Regions from separate parts of the Macaca mulatta genome. Here region 1 is linked to region 2. Evidence: chromatin contacts called from public Hi-C data. All regions are on one chromosome and are shown on one strand. Each heading gives the region's core, a stretch centred on a gene start, on an enhancer-like site or on the middle of the called end of the contact. The rest is flanking DNA. Distances are from core to core; before and after follow the strand shown. Region 1 holds the start of PISD (phosphatidylserine decarboxylase). Region 2 has its middle 20 kb from the start of YWHAH-AS1.

Region 1 (2,854 bases), core at 129-2,628, 310 kb before region 2:
TCCTGCCTCAGCCTCCCAAGTAGCTGGGATTACAGGTGCCTGCCACCACGCCCAGCTGATTGTTGTATTTTTTTAGTAGAGACGGGGTTTCACCACGTTGGCCAGGCTGGTCTCGAACTCCTACCTCAAGTGCTCCACCCACCCTGGCCTCCCAAAGTGCTGGGATCACAGGCGTGAGCCACCGCACCTGGCCTATGACACACTTTAAATGAATTCAGGGTTGACTCATAAACAGCGCGCCTGCTAATAACATTGAAAACAAAGCCTTCTGCCCAAATTCTAACAGTTACCACCATAATGCAGAGCCCTCTCCTAAGAGATAATCATTTCTGTACAGTTAATGATGAAAATGTCACACTTTCATAACAAGACCAATGACGGTTACTGTTCCCCCCTCAGTCCAAATCCGGTGTCCTTCTCCTCCCAAAACTACAATAAGTTATCCTCTGATCAACGCTGACAAAATGAACCCTGTAGGAAACACACAAGTATGACGCATCTCTCAAATCTTAGCTCTTTGAAATGACACCAGGCAGCCGACTCTGAGTCACAGATACCAACATTTTAACCCATTTTCTGACAGTCCAAATGCTCTATTTTCTGTATAACAACTGTCCCCACAGTGGGCAGCCTGAGAGAAAGATCGTCGCGTGAGAGAGAGGTACCTTGATTCCTGGCTCTGCTACAAACTGGCTAGGTGAACTCGAGCAAATCCCTCCCTCTCTCGGAGCCCCAATCTCATTAACTCCAAAGAGAGACAGCTGGACTAAGAAGACCCCCTCAAGTCTCTTCAATTTCTAAGAACCTAACAGCTGGGGGTCACAAGGGTAACCAAGACTCTAGCCCCATAACAGACTGTTTTGAGATTACTTAATCCAACCCTCGAGCTTCAAAGACTAAGATCCAGAAATGAAAGTAGCCTGACACTCAATCTAGTGCCCTTCCCACAAGACATCCCTCCTTCTACAAAAACGAACACATGAGAAAATGGCATCTGAACATCTGAAAGCCCTGCCTCGAGTCGAGTGACGGGCAGGAAGCCTATTTCATCTGGTTTTGTCCCTCGTGAACTTCCACCTAGCTGGAAAGGGCAAAGCGAGACTTTCTAGGCCACACCTTAACTAAATCCGGACCGCCCTAGACAGGAGCAGTCGCACCTGCTTCTAAGCTCGAGGTGAAGGTAGCTCCGTCTCCACCCAAGCTCGCCTCAGAGCGAGCCCGCGACAGAGAAACATCTCTCTCCAGACCCCAGCTTGGTCCAGATTGCCCCACGCCCCAAGGCAGTCTCTCCGCGCTGCTATACCTGCTCCGCCACGGCGCGACCCCGTGCAGTAATCGCAGAAACCGGTGCACCACGGATGTCGCCATCTTCTCTCCTCCCGCTCAGCGAGCCAAGCCCCCTTCACACGCTGGGCGCACGCCTAAGGCGTCACGAGTCTCGAGTTCACTGGGCCAATGAGAAAAGCGCGGGCTGGGGGCGGAGCCGACTAAGCTCCGCCCTGTGTCTACTACCCACCCCATCCGCTTGGCATCTCCGGAGCTGGGGTAACTAGTGCGGGTGGTGGAGCTGTCGGTTTCGCTAAACCTGGGCTTGGTCGCAGCACTGCCACTCCTCCTCCTTCCCTCTGGCGTGCTTTTCCGTATGTACCTGGAAAATCTGAGTCATCCAAGGTCCAAGAATGTCGTTTCAAGTGATCGAACTTGCTCATTTTACAGATGGGGAAACTGGGCATCCATGACTCAGCTCTCGTTTTCTGAGTGCCAGAGTGTGTTGTGAGCACTTTGCATGCATGGTGTAACATCATTCTTAACTCCTACCGCTGTGCTGCCAGGGAGACCGGGGACAAACGGTCTTGGATCACCCAGAAATGCAACCAGTCGTTAAATTCGGTGCCTGGTGCTTGCTCTTAAAAAGGTTCCTATCTTCAATTGTAAGAGGAAAACGAGTTTTCAATCGTGTCTGCTACTTTTTACTGAGCACTGACCAGAGACTCGTGGCTAGGACCGAAACATTATCCCCATTTTAAAGATGAGGTACCTGAGGCTCAGAAAGGTTAAGCGACATCTTCAAGGGTACATAAAGGGCACATGCTCAAAGACTATAAAATAGTGAAGCCAGAATTGGAACATACGTCTCTGACTCCAAAAACCATGTCCTAAACATTCTTCCTATTTTTTTTTTTTTTTTTTTTTCCTGAGACGGAGTCTTGCTCTGTCGCCCAGGCTGGAGTGCAGTGGTGCAATCTCAGCTCACTGCAAGCTCCGCCCCCCAGGTTCACGCCATTCTCCTGCCTCACCCTCCCGAGTAGCTGGGACTACAGGCGCCCGTCACCACACCTGGCTAATTTTTTTTTTTTTAATTTTTCGTAGAAACGGGGTTTCACTGTATTAGCAAGGATGGTCTCAATCTCCTGACCTCGTGATCCTCCTGCCTCGGCCTCCCAAAATGCTGGGATTGCAAGAGTGAGCCAACGCGCCGGGCCTAAACATTCTGCCTTTTAAGCCCTTTGCCTAGAATCTGGCAGAATTTGGGTCCAACAACTGCAGGAATACAGCGCTACTTTTTCCTCTGCTAAGCTGATAATCACAGTTGCCTTCACCAGGCATTTGACAGGAGGAGGAATATGCTCCCTGGTGCCTGCAGTTATTTCTGTGTAGTTGGCTTAAGTTCAACTAGGGCATACTCAGCTCCTACAGAGAGCTTAGAAGGCACCAGGTTTGGTATTTGGGGGAAGATACCTCCCTTTATTATGGTTTTCAAAGTCCGAAAAGAAAAAAAAAAATTGTATAGAATTGGTTTTGGCGGGGCACAGTGGCTCATGCCTGTATTCCCCACTCATCGGGAGGCTGAGGT
Region 2 (3,042 bases), core at 178-2,677:
CTGCCACTCCAGGTCTTCCTTGGTAAGACCTCTTTCTTTCTTGACAGCCAGCCTTTGTTCAATCACCTTCTTTACATTTGCCTTTTAAGCCAGATTGGTCTTTTTTGCTGCCCCACCTGCATCTCCAGGCAATCTGGACCTCAATGTGCTTCTTACTCCTAAACCTTGGAGCTCCTTCACTTTAAAAAGTGAGGTACTGCAGTTTACAGTATAACTCAAGAGATGGATCAAAGCACCAACTGGAATCTTTCCAGCTGTACCCAGTTTGTTCAGCCTGCTCTTACTTTTGCTCAAGCCGTTACTCTCCCGTCTGGCTTTCTTCTCTTGCCCTATTCTAATTCTATTTATGAAATCTTACCTCCTCCCTGTCAGCTACTGCAGTCCCTTCTTTGGGATCCAGTACTGTGGGTCTGTACCACACAATGGCATTTATCTGTCTTCATTCATTCAACAAACACATTGAAGAGCTGCCACTACAGGGTAGACACTGAGCAGGTGGCTGGAGACACCTTAATGAATTACACAGACATGGACCTTGTCTTTGGGGGACTAACCCTAGTGTTAGAGTGGGGAGATACAAAAAAAGTGGGAACAATACATTAAAAAGATATAAAGTAACTGTGAAAATGTCACTCACGTTCCTCTCCAGGCCTAGCACATAAACTCACAGTAATTAATTCATGAATAACTCATTGATTAGAGGCCAGAATTTTTAAAAAGAAATGACTGAGACTGGGCATGGTGGCTCACGCCTGTAATCCCAGCACTTTGGGAGGCCGAGGTGGGTGGATCACGAGGTCAGGAGTTCAAGACCAGCCTGGCCAACATGGTAAAATGCCATCTCTACTAAAAATACAAAAATTAGCCGGGTGTGGTGGTGCACACCTGTAATCCCAGCTATTCGGGAGGCTGAGGCAGGAGAATTGCTTGAACCCAGGAGGTGGAGGTTACAGTGAGCCCAGATTGTGCCACTCCAGCCTGGGCAACAGAGCAAGACTCTGTCTCAGGAAAAAAACAAAACAAAACAAAAAGAAATGGCTGAAAGGAATCTTTTATTCCCCCACCCAAACCTGAGAGTCACGCAGCCTTGGGCTTGGCTCTAACGTTACCTGCCAACTGGTGGTGAGACCTTGAGCAAGTCCTGGCCTCTCAGCAGCCTCTGTAAAAATGAGGTTGTTGCATTTAGTGGTCTCTGGGGACCTTTCCATTTCTGAGATTCTGTATATTATTTTCAACTGCTCTGGGATGGTCCCCTTCCTCTTCCTGGTTTTTTCCTGCATTCCTCCCCCTCCCCCTTTCCTTCCGCTCTTCACATTTGTCCCTTCTGTATCCGCCCTCAGCCCCCATTTCCTGGCCACCCCCCAATTCCACCGAGATAGTTACCATGGAAATCATCTCCTGGAAGTGACATCACACATCTCCTAGGCAACTGTTTCCAGGACAGTGACATCATTTGATCGCCATGGCAACCCTCCAGAAGGCCACTTCTGCAGTGAAATGGGCAGACAGAATTTTTATGTTTTTCTGGAGATTGAGGGCAATGCAGGGAAATATTAACAACAACAACAAAATCTCAGGAGTTAGAAGAAAAAGCTTTGAACTTTGCACTTGTTGGGGGCAAGTGGGAAACCAGTGTGGGGCTGGGACAGAATAGAGGCTCGGGGCGAACCCCTTCTCCTTTCCAATAACTACGTTGATCTTATGTCATCAAATTGGGACATTTGAGAGTGAACAGGACACCATTATTATTGTGTGGGAAAGACAAGTGAGCCTGGCCTCCCCAAGCAAACCAGGGCATGTGGCTCCCTGCCCATAATCTTCCTTCAGCTATGGCTCATCCAACAAGCTTTGATTCAGTTCCTCCTGTGTATGGCTACTGGGGATACCACAGCGAGTAAAACAGCCCAGATCCCTGTCCTCATGGTGCTCAGGGTCATGTGTCTGTGGTGGGGTGAGGGTGATCCCACAGTCACCCAAATGCACACAGTGGTATGGACTGGGCACGGTGCTCAAAAGGGAGGGCACTTGAGGGACATGTTTTTTTTTGGTTTTGTTTTGTTTTTTTGACGCAGTCTCTCTCCGTTGCCCAGGCTGGAGGGCAGTGGCGCAATCTTGGCTCACTGCAGCCTCCGCCTCCCAGGTTCCAGCAATTCTCCTGCCTCAGCCTCCCAGGTTCCAGCAATTCTCCTGCCTCAGCCTCCCAGGTAGCTGAGACTACAGGTGCTCACCACTACACCCAGCTTTTTTTTTTTTTTTTTGAGATGGAGTCTCACTCGGTCACCCAGACTGGAGTGCAGTGGCGCAAACTTGGCTCACCGCAAGCTCCACCTCCCAGGTTCACGCCATTCTCCTGCCTCAGCCTCCCGAGTAGCTGGGACCACAGGCGCCCGCCACCGCGCCCGGCTAATTTTTTGTATTTTTAGTAGAGATGGTGCTTCACTGTGGTCTCAATCTCCTGACTTTGTGATCAGCCCGCCTTGGCCTCCCAAAGTGCTGGGATTACAGGAGTTAGCCGCCATGCCCGGCCTAATTTTTGTATTTTTGTAGAGATGGGGTTTCAGTATGTTGGCCAGGCTGGTCTTGAACTCCTGACCTCAGGTGATCCACCCACCTCAGGCTCCCAAAGTGCTAGGATTACAGGCATGAGGCACCGCGCCCGCCTGAGATTTTTTTTTAATGCAAACAGGATTGTTTCTCCCACAGCTCAAAACATGTCCACAGGGCTTCCCAGTGCTCAGAAGATGGAGGCCTCCAAGGTCCCTGCTGCCCTGCCCATGTCACCTTCATCTCAAATTCCTCTCCAGCCTGTTTCCTGCTGGCCGCCAGCCTCCTTTCCACGCCTGATACTTTCCGTGCTCCCTTTGCATTCCAGTGCGCACCACTGCGCTCCAGTCTGGGCTACAAACTGAGACTCCATCTCAAAAACATAAAAAAAACTCACCTGGCTGTTGTGTGGGACAGGTGGGAGAGCAGTTTGCTCCAGAGAGAGCTTGAGTGGCAGGCACCTATGTGGTAGTTGTAAGATCGAGGGACGTGGTGGAT

What was found. Hi-C and Micro-C count contacts between places; a contact is called where the count stands out from the background.
Region 1: a contact with region 2 is called in a Hi-C map of fetal cortex germinal zone, with 3 times the contacts expected there. The contact joins the promoter of PISD here to the enhancer-like site in region 2. A contact is called at or near these places in 4 of 14 Hi-C or Micro-C datasets (cortical neurons, fetal cortex germinal zone, fetal cortical plate and 1 more).

Annotation. Positions count from the first base shown.
Region 1 is chr10:19,850,454-19,853,307 of T2T-MMU8v2.0, reverse strand. It overlaps PISD (phosphatidylserine decarboxylase), which reads right to left and starts at 1,378. Exons shown (of 7, transcript XM_077950023.1): 1 at 1,304-1,378. The coding sequence starts at 1,368. It overlaps LOC144331802 (a long non-coding RNA gene), which reads left to right. Exons shown (of 2, transcript XR_013399304.1): 2 at 172-1,385.
Region 2 is chr10:19,537,701-19,540,742 of T2T-MMU8v2.0, reverse strand. No RefSeq gene overlaps it. Among named protein-coding and RNA genes, the nearest start is that of YWHAH-AS1, 20 kb to the left of the region's middle. Within about 2 kb of position 1,427, at least 9 of the 40 cell types and tissues checked have an H3K27ac peak or open chromatin away from gene starts, as enhancers often do. A contact at or near this core is called in fetal cortex germinal zone and fetal cortical plate, where this site is marked.